2 separate regions of the Ovis aries genome follow, and region 2 is linked to region 1. Evidence: chromatin contacts called from public Hi-C data. All regions are on one chromosome and are shown on one strand. The core of a region is the stretch at or near the end of the contact, and the rest is flanking DNA. Distances in the headings are between cores, read along the strand shown.

What was found. Hi-C and Micro-C count contacts between places; a contact is called where the count stands out from the background.
Region 2: a contact with region 1 is called in a Hi-C map of tail adipose tissue, with 1.8 times the contacts expected there. The contact joins the enhancer-like site here to the promoter of BATF3 in region 1. A contact is called at or near these places in 4 of 16 Hi-C or Micro-C datasets (blood, hypothalamus and tail adipose tissue).

The regions. Positions count from the first base shown.
Region 1 is chr12:70,318,196-70,323,950 of ARS-UI_Ramb_v3.0, reverse strand. BATF3 (basic leucine zipper ATF-like transcription factor 3) reads right to left here and starts at 2,910. Exons shown (of 3, transcript XM_027956301.3): 1 at 2,621-2,910. The coding sequence starts at 2,698.
Region 2 is chr12:70,360,438-70,365,627 of ARS-UI_Ramb_v3.0, reverse strand. No RefSeq gene overlaps it. Among named protein-coding and RNA genes, the nearest start is that of GARIN4, 34 kb to the left of the region's middle. Within about 2 kb of position 1,382, at least 2 of the 54 cell types and tissues checked have an H3K27ac peak or open chromatin away from gene starts, as enhancers often do. A contact at or near this core is called in tail adipose tissue, where this site is marked.

The sequences.
Region 1 (5,755 bases), core at 1,661-4,160:
CATGTTCGTTGCGGCCACAGCAGCGCTTGCTGCTCCATCAGCGGGGGAATCAGTGGCCCCGCGTCGAGGGAGCACTACGCATGAGCTATGGCTGGGTTAGCTGCTCCCCCGCCCTCGCCGCCCCCGAGACCTGTGTGGTGGGACTGCCATCTAAAAGATGAGGAATAAGAAACTCCGAGAGGTTGAGGAACTTGCTCCAGGTATCACAGCTAGTAGAGGGCCGAACGGGAAGTGGAACTCACGTCTGCTGGACTCCAAACCAAGTTCTCAAACCTTTCCCCCACCCACCTCCTGGGGCGTGTGCCTGGAAGAGGTGTGGTGTTGGTGTGCACTTGAGGACGGGAAAGGCAAAAGGCGGCTGCTATCTGGGACTTGCCGTGGGCCAGGCCTTCCGCCACCACACACAAACAGGTACTTTTGACATTGTGTGCAAATCACAACTATGCTGATTACCGATTGTAACCACACAACTCTCCCAACACACCAAGTGGTCCTAAAGGCCACAGGCAGCTCATCCCTTTGAACAGTGCTTGACTGACATTTTGTTTCACAGGTCAGAGCAGTTTGAATCCTAAAGCAAACTGATGATGTGTCTTGAAAGCTCTTAGCTATATATGAGATTTAACCAAACTTAGTCAAGTCCTTCAAGAGTTATTCTGAAAAGGCAGGCAGAAAAATGCACCTACAATGGTAAAAACACTTCATCCAGTTATAGAAAACAGAGGAGGGGTAGAGTATTTGCTTCCCAGAGACCTGTGAGAAGATTCCATGGAAATACTACCTTTAAAGAGTTTAGAGATCAAGAATTCAGTGGGATACAAACACAGGAAAGCTACTCAGTTATTACTATTAGTGGAAAGCAAATATTGATAACATGAAATAACAGATGTTTTCAGATATCATTTTATCAGATCTAATATTCCAAATAAGAAAGATACATAGCTCCTCAAGTTACAGTGAGTAGAGAACTTTCAGCATATGCAAGAAAATAAAGCTATGAAAGGAAAAGAAGAAAGAACATGACAGAGAGAAGTGGCCTGAAGACAGTGTTTAAGGGACCAGACACGAGCTGTTAAGATGTAGTCTTTAAGAGGCAAAGAAGTCTTGGTGGAGGTAATCAGAACACAACAGGGGGTCTGACACACAGAACTTAAGCTTTAGAAATATAGGTTCTTGGTTTTGTCCGTTATAGCAATATGGCCTTGGGTAAATGACTTACACTCTCTGATTTTTTGATTTTCTCATTTGCTGTGTGATCCATTCATTCTTTCAGTGAGTATTAACTGAGTACCTGCCATGTGCCAGGCACTGTCCTGGGCACTAGAGATGCATGTCCTGAACAAGTGGTCAGTAATCTCTGCCATGATCATCCTAACAGCCCAGCACTTGGAGCTGCATAAGATAAAACTAGATTTTATCCCAAAGCGCCACATGGTGTGTCTTCAGTAACGTCTGTTAAGACTGCTATTTTCTGTTGAGTCCCTTATAGCACTCATCACCAAATCATGCCTCTCTGGTCCTCATTGGAGATTCATAAGGCTCAAGGGAGGAGCATGCATCCTGCCCTGTAAAAGTGGACCCTCCAAACTGGAGTTAGCACCTACCACATGGTCGGACCTGACAACCAGTAGAAATATTTAATCAAGGCGGAAAGAGAGCAGCAAAATGTTGATATATTCATATATTACTAACCATGTCTCTATTAGTCCTCATAAAAATCACAAGAAGTTATATTATATTGATTTTTACACGTGGAGAAACTGAGGCTCAGAGAGGTGAAGCAGATTCCCCAAGGCTACTCAGCCTGTGTGTGGCAACGCTGAGGCCCAGACTCAGCTGTGTGACTCTCTAGCGTCACCCGATGACATTCTGCGGCAGGCACCTAACTGAGAAGCAGGGCATAACCCTGAAAAGACTCGATCCTAACGTAGTTGAGGGAGAAGTTCTCGGTCTGCCGTCCCTGCCGGCAACCTTGTGTGTTTCCCCGAGTACGCGGCTGTAAACACTGTGGTGGACTGCGCAGAGGAGCCGGCGCCCGCCGAGGGCTCTCCACCCGCCCTGAGGTTGGAGTCTGCCCACCTCGGGCCGCCACCTCGCGTCCCTGGGCCATTCGGGAGGCCGCCGGAGGAGAGTACACGCTGAGATTGCCTGGGCACGAGCCGCCCCTCGGAGCGGAATTTCCCCTCTCCACACCTTGGCCCCAGCTCGGCGCGGCGGGGAAGGACCACGCGCTCTGGCGATGGGGCGGCAGCCAGCGGCGGCGCACGGATGGCGACACCCAGGGCGGCCCAGACCCCACGTGCCGGGCAGCGTGAACAGTGCCCAGCCCTACCAGACGTCGGCGCCCTCCGACCTCTGCTCCTCTCAGGTTCAGGAGCCCAGTCACCATCCCGGACGCCCCGGGCACCTGGAGTGCGCTCGGGGCGGCCGGGCAGAGGCGCACAGCGGGGTGCCCGCGTGCCCCCACGCCGCTCGCGTCCGGCTCCCGCACTGCCCTCTACCCCTGCTCCCATCAGTCCCAAGCCGGGAGCCCCAGCACCCACCTCCTCACGCCCCTCGTAGCGCGCCCACCACTCCCCGCAACCCGGGCACCCTCCCGAGCCTCCATCTAGCTCGCTACCTGTGGCCGCGCCTGGTTCCCGGGCGCCGAGACGCTCCTGTGCAGGACGCTGCCGGCAGCCGGGAGCCCTTGCGACATGCCGGGCGCTGCTCCGGCTCGGCCCGGCCAGCCGCGCAGCCTCGCGGACGAGCGGCCGCGCGGCCCGGCGCGCCCTGCACGCGGGGCGCTGCCTACCGGCTCCCTCGGGCCGCACGCATCCCCGCGCCCCCGCACCTGCGGGCGGCCGCCTCGGCCCCGCCCCCCGGGCTTCCCGCTCCCCCGGCTCCGCCGCGCGGCGCCCGGGTTTCCCCACCCCCCGGTCCCAGCGCGCCGTCCTTCCCGTCCCGAGTCCGCCCCGCCCCGCCTTCTCCCACCCCCGCTCCGTTCCTCCTCTCCCCGCCCTCTCGCCGCACCCCGGGGTCCCAGATCCCACCCCTGCCGCCGCTTTCCGCTGGGGGCCCCCTGCTTCGTGGAAGTCACGTGGTGGCTCCGAAACCCAGAAGGGAGCGCGAAGCCCCCTCGCCAGAAGCGAGGCTGGGACAGGTTGCGGTCGTGGAGGCGCCGCGCAGCCCTGGGGGGCGTCTCTCGGCCGCTCTCGGAGAACTCGGGCTGAGAAACTCCAGTGGGAGGTTTGGGAGGGGGGGCGGTGTTTTCTTTCCCGGTCCCACCGCGGCACCTTCCTGCGCATCCGCCCGCCTTTCCCCCCGCCCGCAGGGGTGACAGTCTCGGGGGACTTTCTCTGCGCTGCGATCGGTCACGCTCCCTCCCTCCGGGGCCCCACCGGGGAGACGCAGGCCTGTGCACCTTGAGACCCACGGGGCACCCCGGGGCCTTTCTGAGGAGAGCACCTTCTCTCTCCTCTATCGCCAGTTCCGCGGGGCAGTGGGAGGGAACCAGGCGGGGCGGCCCCGGAGGGTGAATTCCCTCGGGGAGGATGGCGAGGAAGAGATTGTCCTGCAGATTTCACAGTGGCTGGGCTTCCCCGGAGCCTGGCTGGCACGGGGGACGTCCCTGGTACACAGGTTCGGGGATCTGGACCCTGCGCGCTAACGTGAAATGGACCCGATGCTTTTTCTCTCCCAAGGTTCAAGTGGCGGATGCTCTGCCCGCAAAGTTAAGATGCGGGACTTCGTGCCAGACGGAGGCCGAGGCTTGCTCCCTCCACCTGCCTGCCAGTTAAAAGATGCAAAGTCAAGCGATGTTGTACGTGATCCCAGCAAAGGAAAAAAAAAAAAAAAAGGCAAAAAAAAACAAGTGGTTACGGGTTTGTGGTCTGCGTACTGTGAGCACCGGGAAGGAAAGATAACCGCGAACCTGGGCCGGCGGGTGGGAACCAGAATCAGGAGGTCAGGCGTGCCTTCCGAGTGTGGTCGCTTAAGCTTTCAGGCTCCAGGTTCGTGGGCAGCTGTGAGGATGAAGGCGGGGTAGGGGGTGGTGAGGAGTCGGGGGTAGAGGGGCGGACACTTGTGGCTCCCAGTCCAGTGCAAGTGGCTCTCCGCGCCAGGTTTAAGACCCTTGCAAAAGTTTTGAGATGCAGCCAGCTAGAGGGCAGGGAAGCAAGTGGTGATTCTTGTCTGTGTGTGTCGGGGCTTGGACCAGCCGAGAGGAGGGTGGAGGTGCACGCGGGCCGCGGGAGGACAGAGGGTGGGCGCCTCCACGATTAAGGCTGCACAGCGGCGGAGCCCTCTCTCCGTCCGCCTGGATTTCTCTTTTATCCTTTTCTTCGCTCAGCAGAACTCATGGTGGCCCTGGGGCTATTATTCTGCCTCCTATCAAGGTACAGACTCCAATAAAGACGGGGAAATCTCCGAGTCAAGTGGTCTTTAATGTTTAGAAACACTTTCATCCCCCAGTGTTGTTTCCAACAGAAGAGCAAGATGAAAACGCAAGGACATTTAGGTGCACTCCCACGCTTCATTCTAGATATTGCTCCTTTTCTGGTCTCGCTGAGCCACATCACATTCTAGGTCCTTTGGGCTCTACCTTGCTCCTCTTCCCCCAGGGAGCCTGGAACCCATCCCCAGTACACAAGAACTCTTCACACAGGTATAGACCTACTGTTTCAGTTACTCAGGGCTTTCCTCAAATATATTAAAAGAAAGAGTCCTGGTTAACTAGTGAGAACTTACAGGACACATTAATTTGACCTACACTTACATCAAAAGGAATGAATGAAATAATGATAGAAAATAAGATCAGGAAGATAAAGCAGAATTAAATCCTTTATCAAAGCCCTGGGGATAAGACAAAGGGGAGAGAATTTTCTAAGATGAAGGTGATAGGAAAAACCCCATTGACAAGATCTGAGCAGTATAACAATGTTAAATTGACTCAGGTGACAGTATAACTAGACATTTTAAACCAGTAGATGGGGAAAAATATTCACAGTAAATCTGACAGTGGTAAAATCTTTATTATATATACAGCCCATGAAAAAGAATAAGAAAAATATTGAGACAACCTCCTAAAGGTAAATAGCAAGTGACACAAACTGGCATTCTCCAACAGAGAAAACAAGGAAAATAGATATAGGAAAAATACATGTTAAAGTAATATGACTTTTAAACTTTTAATATTTGAATTAAAATATTAATTTAATATCAAAAGAAAAAGTTGTGAAAGTGTGGTGAAATTGGTGTTCTCATATTGCACCGGTATCACTGTAAATTGGTAGAAAGCGTTGGAAAGCAGTTCTATTGTAATTTTCAAGAATCATGCAAGACATCACTTTTGACTTAGTTTTCCTAGGAAACTTCTAGAAAATCATTCAAGAAGATAATCGAAAATATTAAAGAGAAAATACTATATGAACTAAAAATTCATAAGAATATTGTAAGTGAAAAATTGTAAACAACATAAATGTCCCATTATAGGTGAACAGCTAAATAAAGTATGTTCTAACCATGGGATAGAATGTTATGCATCTTTAAAATTACAAGCATGTAGACAAATTTGCTACATGGACGATTTATTTGATAGAAGGCAAACTGGGAAAAAAAATCAGGATACAAAAGATATAACAGTAACATGTATATAAAAATATATGCATAGCACTACTGTATGTACACTTAAAAATGGCTAAGATGGTAAATTTTATGTTGTATTTTTATTTTACCACAATGAAAAAGTGTATGCATATGAGAAAAATTAGAAGGG
Region 2 (5,190 bases), core at 133-2,632, 43 kb before region 1:
TAGAGGTCAGGTCTTTAATCTCTCTCTCTGCTGCTGCTGCTGCTAAGTCACTTCAGTCGTGTCCGACTCTGTGCAACCCCATAGATGGCAGCCCACCAGGCTCCCCCATCCCTGGGATTCTCCAGGCAAGAATACTGGAGTGGGTTGCCATTTCCTTCTCCAACGCTTGAAAGTGAAAAGCGAACATGAAGTCACTCAGTCATGTCCAACTCTTAGTGACCCCATGGACTGCAGCCTACCAGGCTTCTCTGTCCATGGGATTTTCCAGGCAAGAGTACTGGAGTGGGTTGCCATTGCCTTCTCCCTAACATCTGTCTCAGTCTTGCAGAAATCAGAGCTTAGTAAAAGGCCTTGCTAGAAGTGCTTGAGCACTCCATGTGTATTGACTGACTGACAAATTGGCTCCAGGGGCCTTCAGCCAAGCTGGGCCTCTGGCAGGTCTTTTAAAAAGCTGCGATCGGACTCCTTAGATTCCATTAGTGGACCTTGCTGAAGCTGTTCACAGAGCACCCTCAGATGTCAATAAAATCCAACCATATATGCAAATGAGGGTGTTGGAGGTGTGGGTGACTTGGGGTGGAAAGGGCTCCTGGTTCATATAGGAAGGCTTCCTGCTGATTGGTAGGGAACGGGGGTGAAGCGGTAAGCAAAACGGATGCAGTTTGACAAAGTGAGAGGAGGGTGTGGTTTGGGGCCATAACCCACCCTTTCCTGGTTCAGATCAGCACTTGAGTCATTCCAGAGTTCCCCTGCCAAGCCCCTGGGAACCTTCCAGAGTATGACATCTCTCAGGAAGCTAGCTGAGTTTCTTGGAAAATCTCCTCCACGGAGAACCAATCCACCACCTCCATGCTACCCCTCAAATCTTTCTTAGAAATCCTACCTGCCTGCATCTTGGAATGAACAGAATAAGAATGGATGGAGGGTTAAGCCGTAATAATCCAAACCAAATACTGGGTTTGGAGGGCCCTGGTTACTACCCAGTTTCTCATCAGGGCCCCTTAATGGCACCTACTCTCTGGGAGAGTGCTAGTCTTTCAGTCATGTCTGACTCTTTGCAACTCCATGGACCATAGCCCACCAGCCTCCTCTGTCCATGGGATTTTCCCAGGCAAGAGTAGTGGAGTGGGTAGCCATTCCCTGCTGCAGGGGATCTTCCCCACCCAGGGATCAAGCCCGGGTCTCCTGCACTGCAGGCGGATTCTTTACCATCTGAGCTATAACCTGTGTTCAATGAGAAATGTGAATTGAGCCCAGGGGAAGGATGTCTGAGGGGCTCTTGGACTTCTGATCCCTTGTTCAGCTGGCAGAGCTGGGCTGGCACGACGAGCCTCTCTCTGAATTTCTTGCCTTCCTGCTTCCCTCTTGGGACTTTGAGAGGGAAATCTAAGCCTTGTGTCTCTGATTCATTTATGGTGAACTCATCGAGTTGGTGTTTGGCAAGAGTTCTTGGATGTCTCAGAAAGGGCTTTTGGTTTGGTTTCATTTATTATTTGTGTGTGTGTGTGTGTTTGTGGTGCTTGCTTTTCCTTTGAAATAGGAAGACTTTTTTTTTTTTTTTTCCAAGAATACAAGGATACACTAGATTTGAGGTTGGATCACAGCACAAGACTTTATTTTCTTGGGCTCCAAAATCACTGCAGATGGGCACTACAGCCATGTAATTAAAAGATGCTTGCTCCTTGGAAGAAAAGCTGTGACAAAACTAGATACCATATTAAAAAGCAGAGACATTACTTTGCCAACAAAGGTCTGTCTAGTCAAAACTATGGTTTTTCCAGTAGTCATGTATGGATGTGAGAGTTGGACCATAAAGAAGGCTGAGCATCGAAGCATTGATGCTTTTAAACTATGGTATTAGAGAAGACTCTTGAGAGTCCCTTGGACTGCAAGGAGATCCAACCAGTCCATCCTAAGGGAAACCAGTCCTGAATATTCACTGGCAGCTGATCCTGAAGCTGAAGTTCCAATGCTTTGGCCACCTGATGCAAAGAACTGACTCATTAGAAAAGACTCTGATGCTAGGAAAGGTTGAAGGCAGGAGGAGAAGGGGACGACAGAGGATGAGATGGCTGGATGGCATCACCGACTTGATGGACATGAGTTTGAGCAAGCTCTGGGCGTAGTGAAGGACAGGGAAGTCAGGTGTGCTGCAGACCATGGGGTGGCCAAGAGTTGGACACAACTGAGCAACTGAAAAACAACAACAACAATCCCTTGTGTTTCCCTCTTTTTAATTGTGCAAAACAAAACAAGTAATATCTAACATTAATTTTTGCATATTGGGTCCTATTATTATCCTCATTTTACAAATGAGAAAACTAAGCCCAGAGAAGTTAAGCAAATTGCTCAGTCCACATATACTAGCAAGCAGTAGCCTTATATACCTGCATAGTGCAAAGGGCCCACAAAACTTTGGGAGGCTTACAAAAAAATTATTTTTTAATCAGAAGAAAGTCTCAAGAAAATGTTTGCATATATAATATTAATACATTTGACTGTATACCAACATGGCCATGAAGGTTTTTATTATTTTAGAAGCAGATGCTGTGCTAGGTACCAGGCAGAAGTAGAGCCTAATGGGGGCAGTGAGGCTGACCACTAAGTGCAAAGGGACTCAGACCCCAGGCTATCCCCTCCCTGGGGGAGCCAGGTGTGCTGCCTGGCTCAGAGCAGCCTGCGCTTGCCCTAGGAGGCCTACAGGGTTTGGACGAGATAGATCACAGAGGCTTCATGGAGCTGGGAGTTGAGGAGCAAGAGTGTTGTTAAACAGGGAGACAGACAAATGGAGGAATTCGGGAATTCACTGGTTTGCGGGAGACAGAAGCAGCTGATACAGATACAGCTGATAACAGCTTGTGTTGATGATCGATTAACACTCTGTTCCAGAATGACTTTTGAATTTTTTTCTTGTATATTTCACACCAAGGAACCACAGTTCAACAGTGACATTGCATCAGTAAGGTTTAAGACCGAATTGTTACTTAAAACTCTCAATGATTATTTTTTTATGCTAGAAGAGTGAACAAGACTTTGTTTTTGTTCATAGTTCTTTTCTGTTAGATATGAATGAATGGTCATTCTTTAGCATTCCATGGAAAATCCCATGGATGGAGGAGCCTGGTGGGCTACAGTCCATGGGGTCGCTAGAAGTCAGACACAGGCTGAGCAACTTCACTTTCACTTTCACTTTTCACTTTCATGCATTGGAAAAGGAAATGGCAACCCACTCCAGTGTTCTTGCCTGGAGAATCCCAGGGATGGGAGAGCCTGGTGGGCTGCCGTCTATGGGGTCGCACAGAGTCGGACACGAATGAAGCGACTTAGCAGCAGCAGCAGCAGCAGTAATTAGCAAACTGTCCGAAAGGTCATACAGTCATCTCACTTCCTTATTTTTTTTTTTTGCCTCTAAATGGCATACTGAACACTGTGGCATGGTTTCCATGGAGCCAACTGGTGGTTTACAAACAGAGCTCCCCAGAGCTAAGGCTGGGGAGCTAAGCTCAGGAGAAAGGGGACAGCCAGCGCCTGGACTTGGAGCCCTTTTCCTGCTTTAACCTGAGTAAGACATAAATATATTCGCATACTTTTTATTGCACTTCACCTTCTTTTGCTTTGCAGGTATTATTCTTATTTTTATAAATTGAAGGTTTGCAGCAACCCTAGGTCGGGTGAGTCTATCGGCACCATTTTTTCAATAGTGTTTTCTCACTTCATTCCTCTGCGTCACACTTTGGCAATTCTCACAGCATTTCTAGCTTTTTTGTTATATTTATATTGCCCATGGTGATCTGTGATCTGTGATCACTGATGCTATTTTTGTGGTTATTTTGTCATTTTTCAGTCATCAAGTATTTTCAGTATACTTTTTTGGACATAACCCTATGGCACACTTAATAGGTGGCACTATAGTGTAAACGTAGCTTTTACACACATTGGGAAACCCCAAAACTGTGAGACTCAGTTTATCGCAATATTCACCTTACCATGGTGGTCTGGAGCCAAACCCGCAATGCCCAAGGTAAGTATAATATACATTTGTAGGGTGTCTGTGAAATATTTCATTTTTAAAAAAAGGATTTCTCTGGAAAAAAATTAGTTTGAAAATCAGGGCTATAAAAACTTCAAGAAAGGCAAATGAGAACTCCAGGAGTAAGTTTGTTTATTTATTCTCTGCCTATTCTGAGAGCGACCTAAAGCAAACTACAAAACCAGGTATGACACAGCAAGGGTTTTTTGTTTGTTTAAGTAAAGAAATAAAAGGAAAGAAGGAAAAATCGCGGTCAGGAAAGTCAGATGGTAAGGTTTAGGCACCCAGGCCAGGCTGAGGGGCTGCTGGGGGGTGGGGAAGCACAGCTGTGGCAGGTGGGCATGGAAGGTCATGCAGACACAGCCATTCCCCACCTGCCAAAGGAGGAGATGACTCCTTGGGCAGGTGCCACCCAACCTCCACGTGGATGTTGCTAAAAAAAAAAATCCGTGAAAGTCCATTAGAGGAACTGTTTGGCCTTAGGCAAGCACCTCCTCCTCCCTCCTGGCAAACATCCTATCCTATCCTCCGCTTCCCTGAAGACTTGGGCAAGGAGAGGGCTCTGCCTGCCCACCTGGGTGTCCTACGTCCACTGGCCACAATTTCCCCTCACTCTACCCTACACACATCAGTCGCCTCCAAAAAAATGATCAGACGGGGACAAAACCCAGAATTTCATACCCACCGGTCTCTGCTCAATAAGAATAGCTAAGGGACTTCCCTGGTGGTCCAATGGTGACCTGCTAATGCAGGGGTCCTGGGTTCAAGCCCTGGTCTGGGAAGATTCCACATGCCATGGAGCAACTAAGCCCAAGTGTGCTCTGCACCAAGAGAGGCCACCACAACGAGAAGCCCACGCATTGCACTGGAGAGGGGCTCCCCCTCGCCACAACCAGAGAAAGCCCACACGAGGCAAAGACCTAGCCCAGTCAAAAACAGACTTTCGTCTCTTTGGGATTCCCTGGTGGCTCAGGAGGTAAAGAGTCTGCCTGCACTGCAGGAGACCCGGGTTCGATCCCTGGGTCAGGGAGATCCCCTGGAGAAGGGAATGGCAACACACTCCAGTATTCATGCCTGGAGAATTCCACAGACAGAGGAGGCTGATGGGCTACAGTCTTTGGGGTAGCAAAGACTCGGATGCAACTGAGTGACTAACACAC